4 separate regions of the Mus musculus genome follow, and all the other regions are linked to region 3. The links are chromatin contacts, called in public targeted proximity ligation maps. All regions are on one chromosome and are shown on one strand. The core of a region is the stretch at or near the end of the contact, and the rest is flanking DNA. Distances in the headings are between cores, read along the strand shown.

What was found.
Region 1: a contact with region 3 is called in a targeted proximity ligation map of pancreatic cancer cells. A contact is called at or near these places in 1 of 39 promoter capture datasets (pre-B cells) and 1 of 130 datasets of targeted methods (pancreatic cancer cells).
Region 2: a targeted proximity ligation map of pancreatic cancer cells shows a contact between it and region 3. A contact is called at or near these places in 1 of 39 promoter capture datasets (hippocampal neurons) and 1 of 130 datasets of targeted methods (pancreatic cancer cells).
Region 4: a contact with region 3 is called in a targeted proximity ligation map of pancreatic cancer cells. A contact is called at or near these places in 1 of 39 promoter capture datasets (hippocampal neurons) and 1 of 130 datasets of targeted methods (pancreatic cancer cells).

Annotation. Positions count from the first base shown.
Region 1 is chr19:37,262,675-37,265,374 of GRCm38.p6, forward strand. 4931408D14Rik (RIKEN cDNA 4931408D14 gene) reads right to left here and starts at 1,421. Exons shown (of 3, transcript NR_040299.1): 1 at 1,180-1,421; 2 at 923-1,061.
Region 2 is chr19:37,463,894-37,466,593 of GRCm38.p6, forward strand. It overlaps 1700122C19Rik (RIKEN cDNA 1700122C19 gene), which reads left to right and starts at 1,361. Exons shown (of 2, transcript NR_131009.1): 1 at 1,361-1,430.
Region 3 is chr19:38,123,493-38,126,192 of GRCm38.p6, forward strand. It overlaps Rbp4 (retinol binding protein 4, plasma), which reads right to left and starts at 1,319. Exons shown (of 6, transcript NM_011255.3): 1 at 1,266-1,319; 2 at 1,027-1,155; 3 at 804-940; 4 at 537-643. The coding sequence starts at 1,137. It overlaps Gm32440 (a long non-coding RNA gene), which reads right to left. Exons shown (of 4, transcript XR_877843.2): 4 at 2,262-2,700.
Region 4 is chr19:38,835,269-38,837,968 of GRCm38.p6, forward strand. Tbc1d12 (TBC1D12: TBC1 domain family, member 12) reads left to right here and starts at 1,311. Exons shown (of 13, transcript NM_145952.4): 1 at 1,311-2,178. The coding sequence starts at 1,439.

The DNA of each region.
Region 1 (2,700 bases), core at 171-2,670, 860 kb before region 3:
ATGTTAGCTTTTCAGCAAACACGAGAAAACCCAAATGAGTAGGCAGGCCTTGTGCCTCATCCTGTAATCCTATCACTGGGGAAGCTGAGGCAGGAGGATCACCTTGAATTCAAAACCAGTCTGGACTACATAGCAAGCTACTGCAGAGAAAGGTTAGAGACATGACTTAGGCTTAAGAAAACACACACTCTCTCACATACACATGTACACACATACACATACACATTCATTCATACAATATACTCATTCATATATATATATATATATATATATATATATATATATATATATATACACGCACATAGTTAAATATACACACTCACAATACACATAACACATTCATACACACTAACTCATATGTGTATATGTATAGTTACATATGCATACTCTCACATATTCATAACACAGTATACATTCATACTCATACATATATACACACTCATACACAAGCATTTACTCATATACTCACTCATATACACATACTCTTTTTTTATACACACATACACAATACACACTCATATACACAATTTAAATAATAAATATATTTATGAAATTGAAAGAGAGAGGTTAAGTCAGCAAGGTGTACCTGCAATTTTTTCCCCTGCTGAGTACTTAAAAGCTCTGAACAGCAGAATGGGGAGGGAGTCAGTCAGTCAATTGAGAATTCATGTCTGATCCCTAGCACACACACAAATCAGGCCTGGTAGCACACACTTGTAACCCCAGTGCGGGCAAGGCAAAGGCAGGACAGTCCCTAGGCTTTGGTGGCCAGCCAGCCTATCCTTCTTTGTGAGCACCGTTTCAAGAGCAAGATAGATAGCTCCTGGAAAATAATATCCAAGGACGACTTCTGCCGCCCTCCCTCGCCCCCCCCCAGCCCCCCCCCCCCACACACACACTGAAGGGATGAACAAGGACTCACTGCAAATAAGATTTACAGTGATACAGGTTACAATGCTCACTGCACGGGCAGACCATTGGAGATTTACTCTCCCAAGTGACGACTCAGCAAAGCTCTGGACTTCAGGGCCTCAGTCACCCCTGCAGGCAGCAAGGCTGTTCTGAAAAGAAGAGAATCCATAAGTGCCTAGGCGCCTAGCCACGCCCCATTCCCACAAACCCTTGTCTGCTCAGCATCCTGGATGGTAGCAGGTAATTTCGGTGTGGCTTTCAGGCTACCTTTACTGTTTCTGATTTCTTGTAGAAGTCCACATTGCAATTCCTTTCTGGGTGGCGGTTTGGTAACGTATCAGAATCCTTAACCGTGGTTGTTAGGCGCGAGGACCCACAGCTTCGTGGCTGTCCTGGGCTTCTCTGACCTCAGCTCCAGCTTCGAGGGACTCCGGGCTGACCCAGAGTTTGCCAGAGCTGCAGGAGGTGTTGGATCACTCAGAGAAGATGTTTGTGCAAAGCGAAAGTCTACTGAAAACTGCTCAACAAGGCACTGGACGCTATGGTCAAAGTGCACACGGTATTGCCAAACATCAAGAGTTTTGAAGAAGAGCCAACAACAGTTTTGAGCAATTTGGGTGAAGGAGGGCGTTCTTTCTGACTGGACATGTGACCCTTGCCCCTAGTTCCGGGCTGCTGTTCTGTGGATCCAACTCTTGTTTGTAAATCAGCCTCAGAGGCTGAAGATGTCTGTCTGCCTCCCAGAGGATGGGCGACTTCAGGGATAGGACTCAAAGAGAGCAAGCTCCGAGCTTCCAGGCACAGAGCCAGCTGGTGCAAGGAAAACGACCAGGGGCAAAAAGGAGCACCACACAAAACAAACGCAGTCTATTGTCCAAAAAGACCTACAGTCATTAATATGATCAAGCTGAACAGCAGGGAGTCAAAATAGCCAAGGGAACAGAAAACCATTTAACAAAAACACAAAAAAGGCTCAATCCATTAGCGCTCAATACTCCAGCAACGCACCAGACAGTAATCGACCTATCAGAGAGAAAATGCACAAAGCCAAGTGGAACCTAGCCAGTCCTAGCCGGTGCCGTTAGTCATCTGGATCTGTTGACATTTGAAGAACACTCATCCGACAAGTATGGGTGAACATCACTCTCAAATTCAGATAAAATATTCGCTGAGGTTACATTCCAGACTGAAAACCACACTTAAACAAGCTTAAAAACAAAAGCCCTAGAAAATAGGCGTCGGCATCTGGCATGATAACACTCACCTCTCATCCCAGCACTCAGGACTGTGAGCTAGAAGCTTGGCCTCTAGCAAGCCACTATCTGGAAGCAAACAAATGCATGATCTTGGAGTTGAGTGAAATTAAACTAAGAATAGTGGAAACATTGCCGGGAAACCTCTAAATATTTGACAAATGCACGCTATATTTCTAAACTGGTGACACATGCTGTTAGACCCAAATACTTGCCAGCAGAGGTAGGAGGATTTTTTTTTTTTTTGAGTCCACAAAGTCCAAGGTCATACTAGACTAGGCTTACCATCTTAGAATTGCAAAAAACAAAAGGCACATCACCACCCAAAACAAACCAAAATGAATTTATTTCTAAATGTCACATAGGTCAAAGATGTCTCAAGAGAAACCTGAATATTTTTTTTTTAAGATTTATTTATTTATTATATGTAAGTACACTGTAGCTGTCTTCAGACACTCCAGAAGAGGGCGTCAGATCTTGTTACAGATGGCTGTGAGCCACCATGTGGTTGCTGGGATTTGAACTCTGGACCTTC
Region 2 (2,700 bases), core at 111-2,610, 660 kb before region 3:
CTAGGATTCTTGATTTTCCTGCTTTTAATCTGGAATTACAGGTGTGAGCCACCACAATATCATCATTTTATTTTATTTTTTTTCTGAGACAGGGTTTCTCTAGGTAAAATAAACCTTTTTATCATTTTATTTTATTTTATTTTATTTTATTTTATTTTATTTTATTTTATTTTATTTTTAGACAAGTGCAGTTATGGCTGTCCTGGAACTTGTTCTGTAGACCAGGCTGGCCTTGAACTCAGAGATCTGACTGCCTTTGCCTCTGAGTGTGGAAATTAAAGGCGTATACTACTACCTCACCTGGCTAATATCAACATTTCAAAGTTGAAGTAAAAATTTATGCCCACCAATCTTAGATATTTTTCCATTGACTTAGTACAAGGGGACCAGAGCCCAAGAGGTGGGGCCTGGAACTCATTATGTGGACCAGACTGGCCTGAAACACGCAAAGGTCTGCTTGCAGGGATTAAAGGCCTGCACCACTCTGCCCAGCGTATGTTCTGTTCTTAATCCACCCCTTTCAGCCTTGCTACACATCAATGACTCTTAAAGATGCCGCCGAGCTATCGCTTTTCTGAAACTCCTGATTTTGGTGGTTGATTTTCTGGAATGTCATTGGTGCTTGCTCGAGTCATCTCAGCCCTGCATTAGCTACCAAAGTCAAGTAGTTCTGAGAGGGGCTGTATTTGGAGAAACATGCCAGTACTCCTACCAGCCTACTCCCCTCCCACACCCCTGTGCTCTTGGCTTCATGGAAAGACCTTTCCATTTCCTCTCCTATCTGACGTGAGCAGAGAGGCAGCTTCTAAGAAGGGATATGCTTTACGTCCCAAGGGCCCGCGTCTGGGGCTATACGGGGCTCACATGGAAGATTCAGTTCCTCCCTTGCTTGAACTCAAGATTCTTGGAAGCTGGGCTCCTCCCCTTAGAAAAAGACATCCAAGAGAGTCATATAGTAAAAGGAGGCATACTCTCTTTTAAACAAATTTATCAGTTTACCACAGCATAGTACTGAGTTAGCAGGGTCAACAGGCAGCAGTCACTGTCCTCTGCTGTTTGATTGGCGAGCTACTCTCACTAAGAGCCAAGAAAACCCTTTCTGATTAATATCTTGATAAACTACATCTTGTTGTTGTTTTAGTGTTGCTGCCGCTGCTGTGTGCGCGCGTGCGCGTGTGCGTGTGTGTATTGGGGGGGGGGGTGCTGCTGAAACTCTTTTCATTGAATCTTCCCGGATGGTTGCCCATTTGAGTGGAAAGTGTTGACTTATCTAAAGCGGCATTGATGAGGAGGCTTCTGGGATTTTTATTGTGACGTCACACAACGACCAGCTTTGGTGGTTGCTTCCTTCCCCCCCTTTGAGAAACATGAGGACATTAGGCGAGTGAGCAGGAGCCCTGAAGGCGATGGCAGGAAGAGGAATTGCCAAGGTGAATGGAGTCTGAGAACACTAGTTATTGTAAGGGACAGAGTATGTAAAAACACTGAAAAGCCCTTCAGCGGACAGTCACCATTTTGGGACTTCCCACCCCGGTGAGATCTGGGACTGGACAGCTCTGTTGTAGGGGGCTGTCCTGTGCAGGTAAGGTGTTGAGTCTCTGCCTAGTGATACCAGAAGCTCCCTTTCCACGCCTCCAAGCATGATAAAGATCTTTGCACGCTGTAACACATTCCCTGGGAACAAAGTCTCTAGTTGAGAACCGTTTTCTAGATGTACAATTATGAATCTCAAGCGTGGCTTTCTCTCCAGCTTTGTCCATGGTGTCATTTAAGATGACTGAACTCTGACCGCCTTCAGGGGCTCTTCCTCATGGATGGCTCTGCCATCTGACCTTCTGCAGTAAGATCTTTCGTTTGCACTGTCCCATCCTTAGCTTCTCTTTTTTCTCTTCCTTCTCCTCTTTCTTATTCTATGCACGGAATGCAGCTCTGAGCAACCATTCAAGGATAGCTTAACAATCAATTCAGAGTTCTTTTTCCCTGATGTCATCTGTGACACCTTGAATGAAGTCCAGACAAAATTTTTCTAATCATTTCAAAAGAACATGAATGCTTTATTTCTTATCTGGGGTCTTACTGTTCTGCCTAGGGTAGCCTTGAACTCCCAGGCTCAAGTTATGCTCATGACTCAAACTTCTGAGTATTGGAACTAAAAACATATGCCATTACACCCACAGATTAAGTATTTTTTCATTTGAAACAAAAATCTAAGTTTGAGAAACTTATGAGTTCTGAGAGGCCTTCGGAAGGAATGGCAGAGTCACTAATGCTAACAACAGCTCGGGCGCATGGTACACTCTCTATCGGTGCCACAGGCACAATTCGATCCAGTGCACTCTGTCACTGCTCTGTCAGTGCTTTGTAGTTGAGGGCACAGAGGTTTAATGAAGTGATTTATTCAAGTCTCCAGAGCTGAAGGGGCAGCATGAAGAGTTGAACCAAGGCAGCATGACTCTCGGCTGTACTTCGACACCTCCCTCCCTGCCCCCATCATTTAGATGTAGTCCTTAAGGGATAAAGGGTCACCAAATGAGACCTGAGCACAAGAGGAGGGGTGGCTTTTCAGGAGTTCTAAGAAGGCATTGGCTGAGTCCTGAGGCTCCAGCTTGCAGTGGCTGGCCCTATGCAAATAACCAAGTGAATGTGGTCCCATTTCTGTTTCCATCTGTCTTAGTGAAACTGCCTCTGCTTAGCGGGGTG
Region 3 (2,700 bases), core at 69-2,568:
TTAAGTGAAATGGGCTGGGGGAGTCAAAGAACATGTCAATTGTGTGTCCTGAGAAGAATCCCAAACTTTAGGGAACTTTGTTGGGAGTTCTCAAAATCCTGCCTTGCATATGAGTATTTAAGGAAAGGAGACTATTGCTTCCAGAACACTGCCTGGCTGGGAGTCCACCGGGAGGGGCCTGGGCTGTGACCCAGCTCAGACACATAGTTCCCTCCTCTTGGATATCGGTCTCTAGCTCTGCCGATGTTCCAGATTGTCCTACTGTCTCAGAGATTCCACTCCAAGAGACAGAGTGGAGTGGTAATGTGTGAGACAGCGTGAAGTAAGTCACAGTGGATGATCAGGGAAATGGTACCCGATAAGCCCAAAGGCCCTTCCGAACTTGGATTAGGTATTTTAGGCTGAGAATCCAGTCGCTTCTAATCCCACATCCCCTAAATTCAGACAGGGCTGAGGGTTCTGCCTCTCGAAGCCCTTCCCAACGGTGCCGCTGAACAGAAACGCAGTGATTTGGCCATGTATGCCCCACTACTCACTTCCTCGCTGGAGAAAGGAGGCTACACCCCAGTACTTCATCTTGAACTTGGCAGGATCTTCAGTGTCTGTGAAAGTGCCCACCATGTCTGCACACACTTCCCAGTTGCTGCAAAAGCCAAGAGAATCCTGAGCCAAGCCAGGAAAGGGCTTCTACCTCATCCAAGGTACTCTTTTCCCATCCCAGTGAGGGTTGGGCTCCCAGGGAGCCAAAGGCAAGGTGGGAGGCACTTTGGAACGCCGCACACAGCCCACCAGAGGCCACTGACCTCAGAAGACGGACTCGTCCCTTGGCTGTGGCGCTCATATGACCCTTCTCGTCCACAGAAAACTCAGCGATGATGTTGTCTTGCAAAAAGAGACCCTCGGGGTCCTTTTTGGCGATGGCATACCAGAGCCCAGAGAACTGAGAAAGAGATGAGAGAGCTAGGGACTGGAGTCTGGGCTCCACCTCTGACCCGCAGGAATCGGGGAACCCGGGCTGATACCTACACGAGCCTTGTCGAAGTTCTCCTTGACTCGGAAGCTGCTCACCCTGCAGTCGCGCTCGGCGCTGCCGCCTCCCAGAGCCGCCAGCAGCACGAGCGCCCACACCCACTCCATCTCACCCCGGAGTCTGCCCTGCGGGACAGGCGCAGGGTAAACGCGGGGCCGGAGGACCGAGGCCGCCCGTCGCCCCCTCCCGCCCCACCCCGCCCTGCAGGTCCCCGGGGGAGCGCGCGGCGGCTCACCAGCAGGAGCCGCGTGCAAGCCTGGCCGCCGCGTTCGCGCGCGCGTGGAGCGACGGAGCCGAGCGGCCGTCGGTCCTTTATAGCTCCGGGGGGAGGGGGTCGCGCTTTCGTAACCGCGCGGGGTGAAAGACCGCGGGGAGGTGCCGGGGGCGGGAGGGGGGGGGGCGGCCGAGCTTGCATAACGCTCCCTGACTCACTCCTGAACGCACGCGGGGCCCCTCCGTCAGCCTTGCCGTCCCACGTCGCCTATGCTCCGAGCTCCGCTCAGGGTGGTCTCGGTGGAGCCAAACTCTCCAGCCCAGAGGATCCATCGGGGCCAAGAGCTGGCCCGGGGACCCAGCGGCAGCCAGCTGCAGTCTTGGGTGGCCTCCAGGTCCTGTTGCCCTGGCTGGAGGCCTACGTGGCCATGGTGTGGTGATGGTGGCCTCACTGAGCGAAAAGGGACCTATGATGTAGCCTGGAACATTAGCGTCCAGGCCCTGGCTTTCCCAAGTGGCCCCTGCTTCTACTGAGGAGCTGTTGTGAGAAGCTTTTTGGCATATTTTGGCTGTTTTTTTTTCCCCCTTTGAGAAAGGGCATATTTTACTCTTTGATGAGTTGTGGTGCTGTTTGGGTCAATATTTATTCTTTCATTTCATCATCTTTAGAAGGACTAAACCGCTCCCTGTTAAATATTCTCTAGAAACGCAACCTGGTCAGGACAGGAAATATTTTCTCAGCGCCAATGGCCGAGTGGTTGATCGTCCACTTCTCTTGCCACACTCCCCTGAAACCACACTGAAAAACATAATTGCCAAGTGTTTACCATGCATTTTTATTTCTAAGCCATATTAGGATTTATTTATTTCCAGAACAGCGAGGAAAACTGGCTCAGGAAGAGAAAAAGGAGAGGGAAAGAATTCCATAACCTTAATGGTAGTAGCCAAAAAAAGCTGTTGAAGGGTTGATTTTTTTTTTTTTTTTTTTTTTTTTTTTTTTTTTTTTTTTTTTTTTTTGCCTATGGCACGATATAACTCTACATTTCCCTCTGTATTTGGAGTTTGCGATCTGTCAAACTGAACCTAGCAGTTAAAAGGAGGAAGATTTCGACCAAATGAGATTTAGTGGGAAAAAAAAAAATTTTTTTTGACGAGAAAGTATTTGTGTCTCCATTGCCCAAAGTCTGAGCATATGAGAGTACATTGACCACTCTGCCATAGCTATATAAGAGGAGATGGGGAAAGGAGGAGAGACAGAGACGCCACAGAAAGAACTAAGTTGCCATTTCTTTCAACAAGCACCTTAGCCATGCCTGGCAACCTTGCAGAGATACCTGCGGCCTCCTTCAGCTTCCTGTGAGCTTTTGGACATTCACCTGCCTGGTTCTCTCTCCACCCCTGCACCCATTGTGCTCCTTGTAGTCTCTGTGGCACCAGAGACCATGTTTTATTTCCAT
Region 4 (2,700 bases), core at 61-2,560, 710 kb after region 3:
ACATGACCTCTTAATAAGATCTAAGGCCAGCTGCCTTAGCCAGGCCGGTTACCAGAGCATCCCAGGGACTGCCTCTCCAATGTTAGCTGTACAAGGGCATTCTACAAAGTGGCTTTTTATGTGAGTGCTGCGATACAGGAAAGGTCCTCATGCTTGCATGACAACGTGACCAACTGAGCTATCTTCCACCTTTCAAAAGATCTTGATAATAAACGCTTTTACTGCTTTGTTTTGCTAAGTATTCCATTCTATTTCTATACTTGCTTTCAGAGGCATTTGTAGAATGAATGGTCTCTAGTTACTGCATTATCCTACTACAACAATGTCTATTTGGGCCTTTTACAACAACTTCATCTCTTCTGAAATACCAACACTATTGGGTCTCTGCCCTATGCTCATTCTTCTATGGAGGTAGAGTCACTTGATATCCCCCGACCCCCTTTGTGGCTTACATAAATGGCCCCTTCGACCAAACCAGAACTTTAACCCAAGTTTATAACTCTCACTATGTTAGTTAATTCCAATGTCTTTCCCCAATCCAGTTTCCTGTTTCTTCACACCACAGCAATCTCATAGCCTTGTTATTCCTGGCTGCTCTCCTATCACTCCTGTGGCTAGTTATTATGTCTTGCGATTCACACATTAAATACATTTTATTTCCACTAAACGGTCATTATATCTTAATCCATTACCACAGGTTGCTGCAGTTATTTTTTTTAATATTTATTTATTATATGTAAGTACACTGTAGCTGTCTTCAGACACTCTAGAAGAGAGCATCAGATTTCGTTACAGATGGTTGTGAGCCAGCATGTGGTTGCTGGGATTTGAACTCAGGACCTTTGAAAGAGCAGTCGGCAATCTTAACCACTGAGCCAAACAGTCCTTCTCGCCCTGGCTCCATTTCATTTCCGTACCCAGGTGACACGACAACCAACAACCAACGTGTTAAAAAGTGTTAGGAGATCAGACTTTGGTAAACATGGAAGACTAAGTGGAAAAGATAGGTAAGGGGCTGTCATGTGGACAACGAAGCCCTGAACGGTTCCAGGAGTTCTTCACTGCTGTTAGAGAAGGTAAAAACTGTCAAGACAGGAGCACTTAAACTAACTTCCTTAGTTTCCTCTCACAAACAAATCGCCGTCAAGTGATATGGTTTATGCGAAGTGAGCCTTGCCCTCCCTTAGGCTAAGCACTGTCACCCGGGTGGAGGATCTCAGATTGTCCTCCCGGGTCGCTCTAGCTGCCGTCTCTATGGTTCGGGGACGCGCCGGGTCGCGGGCAGGCCCGGCCCCGCTGGTGCGCGTGCGCGATCCCAGCGCGTGCCCGGCCTCCGGCAACTGCCCCGGCCGCCGGGTGGGAGGGGTGGGTCCGGGGACGTCGCGGCGGCCGTGGCCGCGAACCCTGCACGCAGGGCAGTCCTCCTCCGCCGCCTCAGATGATGGGTCCCGAGGATGCCGGAGCCTGCTCGGGAAGGAACGCCGAGCTGCTCCCAGTCCCGGGGCCCATGGGTCAGGACGGGAAGACCGTCCCGGCCACCAGCGGCTTTAGCGGAGGCGCTGTCGCCGCGGAGCCGCCGGAGGAGGCTGGAGAGGAGGAGGCGCCGCCGCCGCGGCAGCTCCTGCAGCGGTACCTCGCGGCGGCCGCGGGCCCGCTGAAGCCCGGGCTCGGCGGGGCGGAGGCGGAGGCGGAGGAGGCGGCGGCGGCAGCAGTCCCCGCGGCGCGCGGCTCAGGCATGACCAACGGAGACTCGGGCTTTTTGCTGCGCCAGGACCGTCGCGGCCCAGAGGAGGCACGTCGCCGCCGAACCTGCGGCCGTCCCTGCCTGCTGGAGCCCGCGGACGAGGGCGTGGACGGTGCGGGTGGCCTGGACGACTGGGCCGCGCCGCTCGAGGACCCGCTGCGGAGCTGCTGCCTGGCGGCCGGGGACACGGACGACCCGGACCCCGCAGCCGCCACCCCTGCCGGGAGGGCCGTCGAGAGCGCGGAGCCCAGCCTCGGCCTCCCCGACGCCCGCTTCGGCTCTCGGAACACGTTCGAGGTGAGCCGCCGTCAGAGCGCCGGCGACCTCCTGCCCTCAGCGGGGCCGTCCGCACCCTTGCCAGCGGCAGAGCAGGGTCCCGGGGGCACCACGGCTCGGGCTCGACGGAGCGGTGGCTTCGCGGATTTCTTCGCCAGGTATCACACTGGCCGCGCGAGGGGCTTGGGCGGGGCCGGGAACGGGCTGCCTTCCAGCGTACGGAACAGGAACGTCGGGACTCAGCTTTGATCTGTCGCTAGGGTAGGGGGACCGGATGGCTTTGTGAGCTCCGGGCCTGGAGCCAGGATTGGTGTTACTCCGTCCCCAGGAAGCGTTGTGCTTCCAGGTCTGACCAGCCTCCCAATACTACACATTCAGTTTCTTCATCTGGAACATCAGATAACCACTGCCCTATTATTTTTTTGTAATTGTATTACTAGGATTTGGACTGGGCGGGCGGCAGTGTGTGGTGTAGAAGTCTGTGAAGTTTATTTGCTTGGAGTCTAAGCCCGTTCCATTAGTTTGGGGATTCGAGGTTTTTTTTTAAAAAAAAAAATAATTTAACTGCACACTTATTTTGTGTTAATGTGTGTGCGCACATGTATCCTTGCGTGGAGATCAAACAATCTTTGGGCTCTTCCTCTCCCATTCTCTGGATAGGGGGGATTCAACTCAAGTCA